Regions from separate parts of the Danio rerio genome. Here region 1 is linked to region 2. The links are chromatin contacts, called in public Hi-C maps. All regions are on one chromosome and are shown on one strand. Each heading gives the region's core, a stretch centred on a gene start, on an enhancer-like site or on the middle of the called end of the contact. The rest is flanking DNA. Distances are from core to core; before and after follow the strand shown. Region 1 holds the start of si:dkey-117j14.8 (a long non-coding RNA gene). Region 2 holds the start of pkd1l1 (polycystin 1 like 1, transient receptor potential channel interacting).

Evidence for each region. A called contact is a pair of places that touch in the nucleus more often than the background predicts.
Region 1: a Hi-C map of hematopoietic stem cells shows a contact between it and region 2, with 2.6 times the contacts expected there. The contact joins the promoter of si:dkey-117j14.8 here to the promoter of pkd1l1 in region 2. A contact is called at or near these places in 2 of 18 Hi-C or Micro-C datasets (embryo and hematopoietic stem cells).

What each region holds. Positions count from the first base shown.
Region 1 is chr24:21,281,412-21,286,608 of GRCz12tu, forward strand. It overlaps si:dkey-117j14.8 (a long non-coding RNA gene), which reads right to left and starts at 2,787. Exons shown (of 2, transcript XR_223057.6): 1 at 2,665-2,787.
Region 2 is chr24:21,148,723-21,154,177 of GRCz12tu, forward strand. pkd1l1 (polycystin 1 like 1, transient receptor potential channel interacting) reads left to right here and starts at 2,036. Exons shown (of 54, transcript XM_073940623.1): 1 at 2,036-2,146; 2 at 2,234-2,336; 3 at 3,697-3,845; 4 at 4,227-4,385. The coding sequence starts at 2,062.

The DNA.
Region 1 (5,197 bases), core at 1,537-4,036, 130 kb after region 2:
TATCGTAATATGAGGGTCAGTGACATCGTAGGATATGCAATGTTGAGTTTGGATTATAGTTGATCAGCTTAACAGTTCAGAATACATGAGATTAGAGGAGTCATTGCAAAGTATAACCATAACAGAGTGAAACTTGATCATTTACATGTGTTTTAAAGGCAATTCAAGAGAGTTCAAAGCATATAGGTACAAAAAAGAACAGTTGTAACTTTAATGAAGAATAATTTTACTGATATATTAAAACAATGAACACTATAAAGTGATACTTTACATTTTATTGTTCACTTTCTGTACCAGAATACTGTTAAACTCTACATTATCTGACAAAAGTCTTGTCGCCTATCCTAGTTTTAGGAGCAATGGATAATAACTTGACTTCTAGTTGATCATTCAGTGTCAGAAGTGGCTAATATGAAAGGTATGAAGGACTTATTTTACCAAAATAAAATATGATCATGCCTTGATTTTTAATTATTCAATTAGGACAGTAAGGTCTGACTTTGCTAAGACAAACATCTTGTCACTTGTTAAATAAATAATGTACAGTATAGAATATAAAGTCATGGTGCAGTGGAGAAAGAACAGATATTGTGTATGACTCCCATGACCTTGTAGGACTGCATCCATTCACCTCTGCAATGACTCAAATAGCTTATTAATAAGGTCATTCAGAATGCAGGACTCCCAGAGTTCAATATTCTTCAATTCATCAATTTTTTTTTTCATCATTTATTTACATCTATATTTGAAACTTATTATAAATACCTCAATGTACAGTTTTTGTGTTGTAGGTCTCAGATGAGCGGACTGCTGGAAGAGGATGGGGTGGGGTTTTTATTGTTTTTATTTTATTATTATTTTTTAAATGTGTGTGTTTTCATTTTAAATAAAAATAAAGTTATATTTACCCCACACTGGCTATTCTACTTGTTGCTCTATACATAGGCCTTAGGCCTGTCTATCCATCTTCATTGTGATTGAGCACTGGTAATCCAGATTTAGTGATCCTGAAAATTTCCTATGCGGATCAGATTGATCCATTTTAATGTTGCTTTGAAAAACTGGCTCAAAAAGTAAGCTGGATTAAGTGATCACGGATCGCAAAAACAGGATGACTAAATCCGGATCAATTTTATCTGAATTAAACCTTTTGAAAAACCGGGCCCAGGTGATTCATCTGAAAAAACTACCTTATGTCACTTTTCCAAATGATCAAGTAGAAGTCAAGTTATTATTTGTTGCTGTTACAACTGAGATCGACGACAAGACTTTTGTCAGGTAGTGTAGACTGAAAACCACAAAGTACTGTTTATGTTTACGGTTTTGCTTCTCTATTGTAATAATTTTTGCTTACAATTCATTCATTCATTCATTCATTCATTCATTCATTCATTCTCTTTTCGGCCTAATCTCTTAATCTGGCGTCGCCACAGCGGAATTAACCACCAACTTATCCAGCAAATGTTTTACGCAGCAGATGCCCTTCCAGCTGCAACTCATCTCTGGGGAACTCATCCATACACACTCATACATTACAGACAATTTAGCCTATCCAATTCACCTGTACCGCATGTCTTTGGACTGTGGGGGAAACCAGGGCACCCGGAGGAAACCCATGCAAACACAGGGAAAACATGCAAACTCCACACAGAAATGCCAACTGACCCAACCAAGGCTCGAACCAGTGACCTTCTTGCTTTGAGAAAACAGCAGTACTTACTGCGCCACCTGCTATCAATTCATTTATTATTATTATACATACTCTTACAAAATCTCCCCAATCATTCATTCAATCATTTTATTTTCGGCTTATTCCCTTTATTAATCTGGGGTTGCCACAACAGAATGAACTGACAACTTATCCAATATATGTTTTACACAGCGGATGCCCTTCCAGCTGCAACCCATCACTGGGAAACATCTATACACTCCTATTCACACATAGTGAGTGATACAATCTCAGCTTGCATCATAAAGGCTGCATCCAGATACTATTGGATAATTTAGCTCACCTGTACCGCATGTCTTTGGACTTGTGGGGGAAACCGGAGCACCTGGAGGAAACTCACGCCAACATGGAGAGAGCATGCAAACTCTACACAGAAATGCCAACTAACCCAGCCGAGACTCGAACCAGCGACCTTCTTGATGTGCATTTTTTGTTTTAAAATGGTCTTATTTATTTATCCATCCACGCTGACTAAAAACAAATACAAATATTTTAATGCACAAAACCATTTCAAAGAGGGAAATATGATAAGATTGTACATAAAGAAATCTGACTATTCACGCCTGACACATCAACAAATAATAATAAAAAACACCGAAAGGGAAATAATGTTTTAAAATATTCACACTGAGGCTAATGTAAAACAGACCTTTCATGATTCCAAAGTAATCAAGACAAAGAAAATGGTCAAATAAATCCCACTTCTTCATTTGAATCACTGTGAACTGGGTCAATACATTATAATTATAATAATTCATTAAAACTTGCACTTGAAGAGAAGATTTGGGGCATATTGATGCAAAGTAAACAGTGAAAAGCAACAAATTACATTATTTTTACAGAAATTCCTTCAGCCTGACGTAGTGTGCCACTGGACAAACACCAATATGTTTATGTAGTACAGTAAGAGTGACTGACACATATTGGAGTCTTACCAGTTTGTAAGGTTGCGCTGCGCGACGCTGATGTCTGTTTTCTCTTGTCTCCGCCGCCGCTGCAGACAGAAGAGAGTTCCGTAGAGCGAGTGTAGCGTCATACGCCACAACTGAAAGAACTACAGCGACCTCTAGTGTCCACATGGAGATATAGTGACCTCCAGAGGTTACTAACACCGCTGCTTTTCAAACTGTTTTCAGAGTCCTCTGTTGACTAGAATAGGTTTGAGAGGGTGCGTTAAAACAATATAAAAATATATTTATGAATAAAACATATATGTTTTCAGTATGATCTTACTGTCAGTTGACATGATATGTGCACTACCTACCTGACAAAAACTTGTCATCGATCCCAGTTGTAAAAGCAAAACATTATAACGACTTCTAGTTGATCATCTGGAAAAGAGGCAGGTGGATTTTTCTGATAAATAATCTGTTGAACTGCATCCAAATCATCACAAACACTGCAGAAAAACTATTGGAACCCGCATGGACCCAAGATTCTCACAAAAAAAATCAGCAATTGTATCAGGATGCAGCCTTTATGACGCAAGCTGAGATTGCATCACTCAGCGATGCAATGTCAGACACAATTCACTCACATGGAGCGAGTGACATCATCCATGGATGCAGCTCAGATTGCACTGCACCAGGTCTGCATCCAGACCCCTCTCAAAATTAGACAAGTTTGGAGAAGGAAAAATCATGGTTTGGGGGGTTACATTCAGGAAGGTGGCACGCAAGAGATCTGCAGAGTGGATGGCAACATCAACAGCCCGAGGAAGACATTTGTGCTGCCCATTACATTACAAACCTCAAGAGGGCAAATTCTTCAGCAGGATAGTGTCTACTCATACATCAGTCTCCACATCAAAGTTCCTGAAAGCAAAAAAGGTCAAGATGCTCCAGGATTGGCCAGCCCAGTCACCAGAAATGAACATTATTGAGCATTTCTAGGGTAAGATGGAGGAGACTTTTTCCACTGCACCATGACTTTATATTCTATACTGTACATTATTTATGTGACAAGTGACAAGACTTTTGTCAAAGCAAAGTCAGACCTTTCTGTCCTAATTAAATCATTAAAAACATGATCCTATTGGTAAAGTAAGCGTAATCTAGTGGCCTTTGTTTTTCATATAAGCGATTTGTGATGCAAAATGATCTTGGTTAGGCGACAAGATTTTTGTCAGATAGTGTTTATATATATATATATATATATATATATATATATATATATATATATATATATATATATATATATATATATATATATATATATATATATATATGAATAATTTTCATTTACTGTTTTTAAAGTGAAGCAACAGAACATAAACCTTTAGATGCTACTTAGAGGTTTTTGCATATCAACTCCTCACATAGCTACAATATAAGACTAAATATATTTTGAATGAATTTTGTATTAGTTTTAGTTTCCTGGTAGATTTGGACATAATTCTTCAAGTCTGATTTTTACACATTCTATTATTATTTTTGAAAAAGGTTTAACGATTAAGGGTATTTTATTTGAAGTGTCAAATTGAATTTATTTTCAGTTAACTATAATAAAACTAACAGATTTATTGTAGTAAATAAGACCAAAACCAAAAGAAATGGCTAAATGAGTGGCTAAATGAAATAAACTAATAAAACAGGCAAAATATTACTTAAAAATTATTATTATTATTATTATTATTAAAAATATTACCTGTACCTATTTTTCTCCTGAGATCCTGGCAATTTATAAGTAACAAAGATAGCAAAATTATCAAAATCCAGCCCACACCAAACACTTACATCTGGCCCACATTCCACATAGAATGATGGCACTTGGGCAGCACACTCCTGTTTGCCAGATTTGGGCCACAACTAAGCCATAGCAATAATACATATCAGCCATAATTCAACCAAAATGCACAAAAACTGACCCTATTCTCAGTTTGCTTTTATTTTGGTCTAGATTCAGCCCACACTACACTTACATTTGACCCACACAGCCAGAGTTTACTGTGCCAAATATTTGCCACAAGTGGCCCACAAGATACTGGGTCACATTTGCCATATTTTCTCTGGGAAACTTTAGGCTCACAGCCACATTAGCCAGAGCTTACTGTGGCGAATATTTGCCAAATGTGGCCCATATATGTCTTAAGATAACTAGGCCACATTTGCCATATCACATCCGGGCTACTTTAGGCTCACAGCCACATTAGAAAGAGCTTACTGTGCCAAATATTTGGAGAGGGTGCTCGCTGCAGAGCCATTTGAGCAGAGCTGAGCTCCAGCGAGGGGGAGCATGAGCTCTCGTTCTGCCTCCTGTAAGCTGTTTTAATGCGTACACCAACCCCACCCCTAACCCTACCCCCAGTGACATCACTCGTAGAAGAAGTGCAAAAAAAGGTGGAGCTCAAGCTCAAGCTCCCCCTCGCTGGAGCTCAGCTCGCCCAAATGGCTCTGCAGCGAGCACCACTTGAATATTTGCCAAAAGTGGCCCACATGTTTTATACTAACTGGGCCACATTTGCATCTA
Region 2 (5,455 bases), core at 786-3,285:
TTATAGCGAAAGCTGACATCTTATAATTTCGTGCATGTAATTTTCAATTGTTGTAAGCATTTTCTTCTACCGTGCTCAGGTTAGTTTATTTTAAATTACTTCTTTATTTTTATTATTTAGGTTTATTTATGCATATTTAATTTTCTTGAATTTCATTAGCATTTTTATGGTCATTGTTTAACATTTAAAATGAAATGTCAATATAGGCTTTCTAAAAATATTTAAACATCTGATCTTTAGGTTACATAAACATGGGGATAGCTTTACGATTTATTCCTAAAGCATGAAATCGGGAAGTTCATAATAGGTTTTTTAATTATGTTTTTTACTTAATTATGTTTTTTACCTACTTGTTTTTTAATTATGAAAATTAAAATGAATGTCGAAATAATTAGAGAGATGTCTAAATTCATTTAGCAATTTGTTTGTTTGTCGTATTGTTGGCCCATGTAAACACAAGGTGGCGCGCTCCTCTTATGGCGCGTTGGTACTTAGGCTACGCACCCCAAAACCACATCGTATTTATGTTAGCCTATACCACGAGGGATTCGGGCCTACATCTTTCGGTGAAAGCTAGTTTTCTTCAACCCCGTCACCCATTGTGCCCTTGGGCGTCAATGACCCTGGCCGTCAATGGTCCACTTCAATCCTCATTCATCACTGTGGAACAGAAGCGTTTCCCTCCAGAGCTGTTTGAAGTGGCAGGTTTTGTTTAGTAGCCTTTGGCTTGGTCAGCACTTGTCGCCCTGTTTTGGGTCACTAACTATGTGTTCGTGTCTCGCCTAAAACGCCTGTTTCTTCCCAATCTTGACGTATATTCCGGAAAAGACTTTGAAACAAAATCTTCATCAGTCAGACTGTCAGCAGAGATCATGACTTACAAATTTAAGCAAGAAACAAGAAATACGCGCGTGTAAACATTCTGACATATTCTGAAATAGACCACTAAGCTACCCAACTTCTTATGCAAAAAAAAATGTGGCTATACAAGAAGTGCCAATTTCATCAAAGAACCTTTTTATTCTTCAAAGATTTTTTTTTGTATTTTAAAGTTCTAACATTTTTAGTGTAAATATCACTTTCTTTCTTTCTTTCTTTCTTTCTTTCTTTCTTTCTTTCTTTCTTTCTTTCTTTCTTTCTTCGTGAAAAGTATTTGTGGATGCTGTTTTTTCGTGGAATAATTGGAACCGATTTAAATAATGAATCTCTTAGAGCATAAATTCATACATAGACAATAGCAATTTCTCAGGCGGCACTGCCTTGACAATATTTTGCACTCACCCGAGAAGAATTTTCAAAGTAGGCTATTTTGCATAATTAAGAAAGCGTTGTTGTGTTGCCTTCTCTCATTCTCTTAGGTTTCCTGTTTGAATACAGTTGCTGTAAGTGTCAAAACCTTTACGTTTATCCTGTGTGAAACTTGCATTGTTCTTTGCCGGAACCAAAGCCGCATTTGTCAGTTATTTGAATGTGTTGTGAAAAGCTAACACGGAAAAACAAAGGTTTAGAAAATAACTCACAAGCCAAGAAATAAAACATATACAGCGTATTTTACTACCATTATGCAATTTTTACATTACTTATTTCTCTTTAAAGTGATCATTCGGCCTGAAATGAAAATTGTATCACTGTCTGTTCATCCTCTAGGGGTTTAAACATTCATAAGTTTTTTTTCTGATGAACATAAAATAAGATTTTTTTAAGCTAAAAACTTGTAACTATTGACTCTGTAAAAATACTATTGATGTGGTTACAGCTTTCCATCTTTTTTCCCCCCGAATATTTTATTATATGTTCAACAGAAGAAAGGATTTTTTAAGAAAAGGATGACTATTAACAGAATTTTAATTACCTCATAATGTACTAATAAAAATGAAAGTGGAAAACCAGTATGTCACTGGCATTACCATAATGTTACATTAAGTTGTCCCATGAGCTCACAATAAAGCGGGCGACAATTTGGAAGCTGTCAATCAAGAACGGTTCCGCCTCCCATTCACCTGACACTTAAAAGAGACAGAGAAACGTTTGCTCTAAGGACAAGACAGTCAAATTTTCACGATGGTTTTGTTTGTTAGGGTTAAATTATTTTTATTATTATCACTCTTTTTTTGTCTGATTCATGTCAAAGGAATCTCGGAATACGGTAGGCCATGTAGGGAAATGGGGCCTTGTGAGGTATTTTGAGGAATTTGGTAGACATGAAGATTTATTTATCAATTGACATTTTTAGCTCTTCAAGAGAACATTGGATTCAACAACTACAGTTCATTAGAATCATCCCAATGTCAAGAAACTGATCCTCCATTGTGCATCAAGTTGTGTTTCAGCGACGGGTAAACATGCTGTTTTTTCTTATTTTTTTTCTAATAGGCCACGTTTTACTTCACTAGAATTGAATTAGCCTATAATGTAAATGTTAAATTAGTTTTAATAAATACATACAAATCTAAATATATTAAATATAAGTAATAAAAACACTGCGTTTGAATAACATCAAATGTTATTAATATAACGGAATGTAGCTATTTTATTAATTTTATTAGAAATTAAAAATTTAAAGTTAATTGTTTTTAATTTGGGTGAAAATAAAAACTTAAATGAAAGTTATTAAAAGCTTTTTAAAATACAGAATGCAGTTGTTATTGTTTTAGCTTTTAGAATTAAATTTGTTTCATAACACAGAATTATTACAACATTAATTAAAACTAAATATGACAAAAAAAACGAAATTCAATTTTGTTAATATGCTTTAAACAAAATTCACTTTTGAATTGAATGTTAAGGTTGGTTATTTTGTGAAGTATAACTCTGTTTAGCTTTGATGTTTTTATTTTATCCTTTTTATTTATTGTAATTATTGTAAACATATACTTGTTTCAAATGTGATGAGCTTGGTATCTGTGAAGACATGTATTTTATTGTTGACACGAATATGTTGGTACATAAAATAGGGTACATAAAGTGAGCTTACATGTGTTTGCTTCAATATCACAGTTCTTCAATTAATAAATACATTTATATAGCATCCAAGAAAAAACTCAGAACCATTTATTAAATTCATGCCAACATTTGAATTGAGATTAAAAGAGATAGTTAACCCCAAAATGAATGTTTACTCATGCTGAAGTTGTTTCAGAGTTTTCTGTTTAACACAAAGCAAAATATTTTACATAAATGTTGGTAAGCCATTTACTTTCTTTTGGTGTCATTAAAATGCTTTGGAAGTCAACAGCTACCATGTTTTAAAGATTCTTCTTTTGTGTTGAACAGAAAACAGCATGCAGGAGGTTAAAAAAATAAGGAGAAAAAAAGTAATTAAATTAAAAACTTTCCTATTAAGCATACATGACATAGTTGATTGCAGAAATACAGGTATATTGTGTTTAAGTATTTAAAGGGAGTTCACCCAAAAATGAAAATGTACTCATTATTTACTCTCTCTGAAGTGGTTCCAAACACAGGAGAATAGGCTAAATTTTGAAAAGTGTTAGAAACATGTTATCATAATTGGAAAACAAATACTATGAAAGTCAACAGTTACAGGTTTCCAACATTTAAAAAAAAACATCTTCTCATGTGTTCAATAGAAAAAAAATGAAACAGGTTTGACAAGTGGAGAGTGAGTAAATGTTCATTTTTGGGCAAACCATATCCCTTTAGACCTGATAATCATGTCTTTTTATTTGCCTGCAGATGCTTCTCCTCTGAGTTTGTCTTTACTGGGAATGAGATGGGCAGGTTGGCATTGCAAAGCAGCAGAGGGCCTTCTGTTCATAATGCCACTGTAGCTGCTTTGATTGACAGGGTGCAAATTGGAAAGCCCCTCCTCCTGGAAGTCTCAGGTTTTTGTTAGGCTTTCTATAGCAACCTTTCAGCTGGCTAATTCAATTGTGCCTTCAATTATGTGTAAATTAAATTGTACATCTCTTAAAGGGGTAGTACACCCAAAATAAAAATCTACTCTGGACTGACATCCATAGTAGGAAAAATACTATGCAGGTCAATGGTTACCTGTTTCCAACATTCTTAAAATATTTTTATTTGACTCACACAAAAGACAGAAACTTGAACAATTGGACAAAATCTGACAAAAAGGTGAATTTTAATGACAAAAAAGTGTAATTTTGAATGAGCTACCCCTTTGAAAGCTACAATATTAGTTTCTCCAAAAATAATTTAATCAAAACAATGTAATCCCTTTCACGTTTCTCGTGTGTTTCCAGGTATACCTAATCTGAGCAAAGAAAACATCTCTATGGTTTTCATTACATTCACTGGAAACTCTGGTCCCAATGGCCTTCAAAATGTATCTGTTATGATCAACGGATACTTCACCTGCTACATAGATGCAATATTACCGGCTGCTGGATTGTACCATTTAAGTATGTTTACTAGCTACAGTTCTACCCAGTCTCATTGGGAAAATGTGTATCTACCAAAATTGTGCAAGATATACACTATAAAAATGTTATAGTTTAACGGTTTCTGCATTTCATGATCTAGGTATGTTTTTGTTTACTCAAGGTTATGAATTGCATTTTGGGACCTTGATTTCTGCTTTGTCAACTTGGAAGTTTAACAAAGTGACTTTGATTAACATTTTAGTAATTTGAAACAATGTATTTTATAAGAAATAATATGTATCAAAGTAAGTTAATAAAATACCAAAAAGAAACTGGCAGTTTATCCTCAGATTTCTGTACTGTAATTTAAGACATTAATCCATACATTATATCATTCAAAATATAAAAAATGTCAATAAAACTTTTCCCATAATTCAATTAAAAAGCATAAACAACAACAAAAATCATGAATCACAATATATGGAAAACTGCTCTGAAAAAAAAAAATTTTTACAGTGTAATGTGCTGAATGCTGACTCTAAAAACATACCTACAAAAACCTTTCTCTGCAGCTTTCATTTGAAATTAACCCAGTAAAGCAACATATATTATGATTGCAAGGCAGATTGTCATTTAATTTTAACCTCAAAATAATTTAGCATTGTGTATGATTTGAAAGCATACATTTTGAACAGTTGCATATCTAAATATGTATGGCTTTTTCAACATAGTACATATGCTGCAAAGCAAATGGTGGAGGACATCCTATTAGTAACCATAACTCCACCCATTACATCCACAGCCGTAGAGCTGGATTAGATCAAGCTGTACCCTCTATCATTTGATTTAGAAACTGCTGTCATCCCATAGGAAGATTAACCATGGTTTAATGTGTAATAGCTATAAAATACCCATGCTTTTATACAAATACTACTTAAAGTTTGTGGTTGCCGTGACATAACTACAATAACCATGTTTATTGGTTTTATTAGTAAAACTATGGATTATTTTCTTGAGGAATATTTGCATGTATCAAGGTAAGACAATGCTGCCATGGTTGTTGGTTTGTTGTTAAAAAGTAAATGGATAGTTCACCCAAAAATTACAAG